Linked DNA regions of Mus musculus: region 1 is linked to region 2. A link is a contact called in public HiChIP or PLAC-seq data. All regions are on one chromosome and are shown on one strand. The core of a region is the stretch at or near the end of the contact, and the rest is flanking DNA. Distances in the headings are between cores, read along the strand shown. Region 1 has its middle 150 kb from the start of Car8. Region 2 overlaps Tox (thymocyte selection-associated high mobility group box).

Region 1 (3,397 bases), core at 207-2,706, 1.2 Mb after region 2:
ATTATCCTTTTGTTGTTGTTTGTGTATGTGTGTGTGTGTATGTGTTACACTTGTGTACATAAACATGTGAATGTAGCTGGACTCATCCATGAATACACATGTGCAGGGCATAGTCCAATGTTTGTGTCTTCCTTTACTATTCTCTGATTTTTTTTTTTTTAAGGTAGGATCTCTTCTAAGCAAAGCCATGGAATGTTGCTCACGGGGGGGGGGGGGGGGGCACCTCTTCTCCCATTCAACTGTAGATGGCTCCCATCTCTCCTAGCTCGACACTTGGCATTTGGGAGCAGATGGAGCTCTCAGGTTTGCCTTGGCTAGGCTGGATGCCCCCACCCCCTTACTAAAGTTACAGGTGTGAAGGATGCACATCTTGCCTGCTCATCAAGTAATTCACCCACTGAGCCATCTCCCCACCCCTCACCCCATCTCAAAAGGAGGTTTGCAAAAGGTGAAATGAACAAACCTTGAGGACTCTGTGACTCAGGGAAATAAGCCAATCACAGGAAGGCAGACACTGCACGCTGCCCCTCTATGTGAAGTATGTAAGATAATCAAACCTAGAAAGACATCTCATAACAAAGGGCTAATTGCAAAGGGATAGAGAGTAGCCTTCCTCCTTCTTTAACTGGAAGCAGAAAGTGCTATTTCAAATGGGTATCCACACAAAAGGATGTGCTCTTAAATGTAAAAGCATGCAAAGAAACACACAGACATGCACACAAGTGCTTTGCCTTTAATGTATTTTTTAAATATGTTGCATGTTTTCATGTGTCCTTGTAGCAGACAAAAAGAATGTAATTAGTATAATTAGGTAAACTGATAGTAAGTTGACTCTTTTTCACTTTAAAACTATGTTCTTATTTTTAAATTTATTTTAATTTTATGTTTTCTTCTCTTTCAACCCTTCCTAGATCCTGCCCACCCACTCACTTTTATATGACCCTTGCTTCTATCTCTCCTAGATTGACACTTGGCATTTGTAGCCCACCTTCCTATATTACAGCAGTTCTAAGTTTCTTACGAAGGACAGGTGTCCTTTCTATCTTTTGGGTAGAGTTTTATTGGGGAGATTTGTACAAAGCATATATCCAATTGCCATTTTCCTTAAGGAACACTAAATTAAAATGTCCTTTAAACACCTCCCCTTTTTTAGTATTACCATAAATCTTACAGTAATAATTATAGACCTATGTTTTAAATCTACCAGCCAAAATGGCTGCTTTGCAGAAACTGAACAAGAATGGTCTTGTGATTAGCCAGCCACGGTGCAGTCAAGGTCTGAAGCTGAGAAGTCCTCGCGAAATCTCTTTACCTGCTTCAGTCTCTTAGGCTGAAGGTGGTGATGCTAGAGCTTAAGGTTGGCCTAGAGATTTCTCTGACCTCTGAGCTGCTCTGCTTGCTCTGTGGGACGGATCGGCTTCGCAAAGCTATGCGAAGAACATCCTCTGGTGGCCACTGCCGGTATTGCCAATGTCCCTGACAGGCCAGCTTCCCTCCACAGGAAGCTTTGCCAGCAGCAAAGGCATAGAAAGCTGCCCACAAGACTGGCCGCTGGTTTCCCTAGACTCTAGATCTTCCCACAGAGCTTCTCGCTTCTATTTTCTCGCTACAGATGCAAATCTGAGACATAAAGCAGATCTGCTTTAGAAAGGCAAGGGCTCACAGGAGATGCCTCCTCTCAAACTTTAGTGGGGTCTCGGATTGCTTAGCGTTGACAGTTTCTATAAAGCAGGCTGATTGAAACAATGCCCGGTTTTGAAACTGCAGGGCCAGCTGTTTTCCTGGTTGCTGTAGTCTTCAGTGCCTTTCTGTAAAACCGCAAACCACACAGAAACACTTTTGGATGTCTTATTTTCGGGGGATAGAGGCCTATCGTTAAATTATGGGGACCATCAGAAAGCTACAGTTTGCTTTCTGGGATGGGAGGGCAAAAGTGTTGGTTACAAATTAATTAAGGCTTTGTGACAATCAAACCTGTGAATTGAATTAAAGGTGACTCAGTATTCATTCATACCAGTGAGAGGAGCTGTTGAAAGCAGGCCTCTCCCACAGGCCACATGTTCTTTGTGTTTTATTACACATCACAGAATGAATTAAAACTAATGAGGCTGGCTTCTGTCGCTAATTTCTTTAATGATTGTGATTAATGTAAAGTTTAAAGGAGGCAGCATATGAATATCTGTTGAATGTTATGTTAATGACAATATTTTAAGGTCACCTGGCTTCCAGAGATATCAGCCACAGGAATTATGACTTGGCATAATTCCTTTAGGGTATAAGGAAGGTGAACATGAACCATGCTTTCTGGATTTGTGAACTACAACATTAAAATTAAGACCACAACAGCTAGAATGCAGCAATGCTATAATAGCAAGGTGCAGAAGTATCCCGTACCTTGATTGGAACAATATCGATAAATGACATTTTGTCTAAGACAATACCTACACTACAATGCCACGTACCCTTTTAACTAGTTGATGGAATGTTCAATTGCAAGGAAACAAAAGCCAAGTTGTCTCCATGACGCATACAACAATATATGCTAGAGCATAGTGAAGCCCCCAATGCTAGAGGAAGACAGAAGAGCCCTGCAGGAAAAGTCAAGAAGATGTACTGACAGTGCCCAGGCCTGCGTGTATCACTACCCACACCCAAGACGGCTGGAGAGAGAGGATGCAGTGAAGTCTCTGGCTCTCCTCTCTGCTTGCAGACATTCAAGTCTACTGCCTCATCCGAGGGAGGTACAAGCTGAATGGAAGAAGGCACAGTGTATGCTGCATAGCCAGAAATAATGGCAATTACCCATCACCTAGACCTTGGTCGCCTGGCCATCCATTCGACTCTTACTTGGTCCTGGACTAGAAGCAATAAACATGATAGATCGGGGAACTCAAGTTACAATTCTTTTTGTGTAGACTTTAAATGTTTGACTCTTGGTTTCTTTTTATTTTTATTTCTAAACATTCCAATTTGTTTTAAATGCTTAAATGATACGTGTTGTCTGAGGATATAGACAAAATTTAAAACTTAGGTTTGCTTTATTTTTCAGAAATAATGACAGAACAGAAATATTTCTGTGGCTTTATAAAGACCATTAAGTCACTGTTGCCCTATAGGATGCTGGCTTACTGATGGAAGGGTAATTCAAGTGAAGACTGGTGGAACTCAAGGTCCCAAGCAAGAGAGATGGTGACCTACTTAACACAATCAACTTGACACAGCTTATAACTGCCTGAAAAAGAAGCCCTAATTGAATAATTATCCTTACCAGGTTGGTCTCTGGATACACCTGTGAGTGACTGTCTTGACAGTCTTATTTGTTAGAAGAAAGCATAGTTTACTGTGGGCAGCACTATTCCCTGTTGAGACCATGTGTCGGTTTGGATAGATTTGGCCC
Region 2 (3,271 bases), core at 521-3,020:
AAAAAAAGACAGTTCCTTATCTGTTGGCTTGTTTCACTTAATACTAATGAAATAAATAGCTGACTAACCCTGGGATAAAAACAAACAGTCTGAAGATGGTTGTAAAATATGGGAAATGAAAGCTAGGAAGACAATTTTAAAAAAGCAGCCCTTTTAATGCAGAGCATACAGGAATCATATGGCTTAAGGAAAGACCAGAACACTGCCTGTTGTTGCAGTGAGGTTGATACTCATGGTCAGCCTTCTGAAGTGTTTCTGTTGCTCCATGGCATTAAATACAAAACATACTTGGGTGCTACTGATCTTTCCCCACCTGCAGCTTTCAGTTTTATTCTCTTAAATGTTAAATGCTAGAAAGCCATTTTCAGACTGTTTAATATTGATGACCCAAATAATAGATTCATTTATAGAAATCCATATTTACAAGATTTCTTTTCTTTTTAGCAGAAATTAGTCAATAGATTGGTATTTTCTTCTTTAAATATATTGTTTCTTATAATTAATATCCACATGTCTACTGTGTGCAGTGAATTATTCTGGGTGCTAAGACATACAACAATGTAAAAGTAAGCATTATCCAATTATGCTAGTTAAAGCACTAATGACAGGATTGGATTTTTGTTTTATTTGGTTTTCAATAACCAGGAGAAAATAAACCATCTACCTTACAAAATGTCTTTATTTGCGTAACTTCTCTCCCAAACAAAAATAATCTATTTCTTAAAAATATCAATTTAATTTTCCCCATTTAAAAACATGACTTGTGAGTCCAGGCAAATACAATTAGCACATGCATTTTATTAAATATATTCAAGTGTCAAATGCCTATTTATGGAAAGACCACTAATGATAACTTAGGCTCAACTAAAAATGAATGTCAATAAATGGTTCTATAAGCACTTACGCTCATAATAGATGCAATAGCATCTCTGAATAAATATTAACATGTAAAACTGCTATTTATCATGTCAACGCAATCAATAGAGACCATATTTCTGGACTAGGAATGCATCAGTAATCTTTCTGCATTTGCCCGAAATCACAAAGCAAAAATGCAAGCACTGTCACAAGACATTTATTGTATTCAATTGGATCCAAACTGGTTGCTGTGGAAAAGGCAATTTAAGCTCGTGCAACAAAATAGTCTATGTATATATGAATAAATTATTTTTACTATGATTCCTTTCTATTTTCTTTACCTGCCTAAGATGCAGATTTTCAATAAGAGACTCCTACAGCTTAGTAGAGTGTGAGTCTGGTAGACTTCTGAGTCACTCTCCCACTCAAATCATTAGCTGCCCCCTCGATTATCATGAAGGATAATACACTGTTGAGGGTGTCTATATTGCTTCTTTACTGTTCACAGCTACAATCACCTCCATGAGAAAGGCAGACTTCTTTCCTTTAAGAGTCCATTTTTCTTTTTACCTCTGGGAGGCGTGATACCTCCATCAGGCTGCTGGGGACCAGCACCTTTCCACTACAGTCACTGCTTTCTGCAGTAGTTGCAATGAACATCTGCTGCTATCACACTGAGGCGGTTAGAGACTCATACTACTGTGTTTGGAAATAAATGAATTTGGAAAGGCCATGTCCATGCACACTGTACTTTGATCTCACTCCTCCTTCACTTCCCCTTCTTCTCTCTCCTTCTCCATCTCTCTTTGTCTCTCTATCTCTCTCTGTCTTAATATCTCTCTCTCCCTCCCTTCTCCCTCCCTCTCTCTCTTCAGCTTGCATACTACCCTAAGAAATTTGCCTTTCTTTGTCTTTCTCCAGTGTCTCTCAAAACACCAACACACTGTCCCTGGCACCATATCATCCCCTAGAGGGAGACAGGCATAACAAGTGAGCTTTGCTGCTTAATTGTAAAGCTTTGAGGTCACTTTAAAACTAGTATTTAATGACTTGCTCTCCTTTGCTAAGGGTGCCCTTGAGATAATTTTCATAGAGGCATGCTGTTATTAAACACCTGTTAGATGCTAGATTTCTCAGAAGAATGAGACACACTCTTTATAACTTAAGTAAACGAAATAAACAAGAACAATGGTATTAAATGCCTGATGGACATTATAATAGGACATGCTTCTTACACTGGTTTTAAACTGTAATTTACCAGGTCATATTATTCTGAATATTATATTACAAATTCGGAGCAGGTGTTTAAAGCTATTTTCCTACTTGATTAGATGTTAACTCATTCTCTCTGCATAACTGAAGCTTTGCTTCAGATCTTCTGATAACAGAAACGGAAGCTGGGAAACCACAGCTCAATAATAAGGTGAATGGAAAAAGAGTTGGTTTCCGTCTCTCGCAACTGCTTTCCTTCATGTGTTCCACTCAAAAAGAAAAAGAGAGAGTGTGCGTTCTCGATTGTACCAACAACCATGGCATAAAGGCTAAGCACACCTGACTGCTTTGCACTCCCTAGTGGCATAAAAGCTTCAGTTTCGAAAGGTTTTCAAGTAATCTAAATTTTTAAAAATTTTCTCTAAGACCATAAGTTGCAAGTCAAGACTGTGTGAACTCATAACGCCACGTAGTCCGTTGAAATTGTTCTAACAACTAACATGGTGATGTTCCAAGGAAAACTGCAGTTGTCAGATGTCCTTGAATGGCAGCCTCACATGCTCCTCAGAGAAGCTGAGTCAGTTTCATGGACAAGGGTCTAAGTGAAGAGAAAACATCTGAAGCACCTGCATAGGAAGGCAGGGCAGGCGTTGGAAGGATCTCCCTTTCTGCCCTTACCCTTGACCTTAACCCTTGGGTTCGGTGACGCAGAAGAGCCCTCACATTTCACTCTAGGATAAAGAATATTCTAGAATAACAACTTTCAAGGTGGGCTGCGCTGTGGATAAAACATCCTTGGACAGACTCAAGATGCTGGGCCTGTGAGGTCATGCTGAGGTAAATGGCATGAGCATTTTTGCTGAAAGATTTTCCAGGCTTCCTGAGTGACACCGAAAGGTCCAGATGCACACAAACCACTTGCTGGCCTCCCCTCCATGCTGCCCTGGACTGTAGGGAGAGCTAACTCTGACTATGGGCAGACACTGAGTTTTCACACTGTGGACACAAAAGAATCTGCTTTGGAAATTTTTAAAATAATGTGCTCATAATTAATATCATTCTCGTTAAATGGGGCATTGAATTACAGGGTAGTCAATAATCCTACTGTAACCACTCAGGACCAAAAACAAATGTAATTTTATTCCTTTTTACACCACTGAGCATTTTTTAAAGAAACAGATCATCCTGTGTAGTTTGTGCA

The links. HiChIP or PLAC-seq counts read pairs in DNA pulled down with a chosen protein or histone mark.
Region 1: a contact with region 2 is called in a RAD21 HiChIP or PLAC-seq map of pro-B cells, with 46 times the contacts expected there. The contact joins two enhancer-like sites. A contact is called at or near these places in 2 of 15 datasets of contacts at CTCF or cohesin (large pre-B cells and pro-B cells), 3 of 484 Hi-C or Micro-C datasets (the Ba/F3 cell line, the N1E-115 cell line and Th1 cells) and 4 of 115 datasets of contacts at active chromatin or transcription factors (DN3 thymocytes, T-cell acute lymphoblastic leukemia, acute myeloid leukemia and 1 more).

The regions. Positions count from the first base shown.
Region 1 is chr4:8,083,690-8,087,086 of GRCm38.p6, forward strand. No RefSeq gene overlaps it. Among named protein-coding and RNA genes, the nearest start is that of Car8, 150 kb to the right of the region's middle. Within about 2 kb of position 1,457, at least 35 of the 459 cell types and tissues checked have an H3K27ac peak or open chromatin away from gene starts, as enhancers often do. A contact at or near this core is called in the Ba/F3 cell line, the N1E-115 cell line, T-cell acute lymphoblastic leukemia and 1 more, where this site is marked.
Region 2 is chr4:6,900,016-6,903,286 of GRCm38.p6, forward strand. All of the region lies in intron 1 of Tox (thymocyte selection-associated high mobility group box), which reads right to left. Among named protein-coding and RNA genes, the nearest start is that of Tox, 89 kb to the right of the region's middle. Within about 2 kb of position 1,771, at least 45 of the 459 cell types and tissues checked have an H3K27ac peak or open chromatin away from gene starts, as enhancers often do. A contact at or near this core is called in the Ba/F3 cell line, the N1E-115 cell line, T-cell acute lymphoblastic leukemia and 1 more, where this site is marked.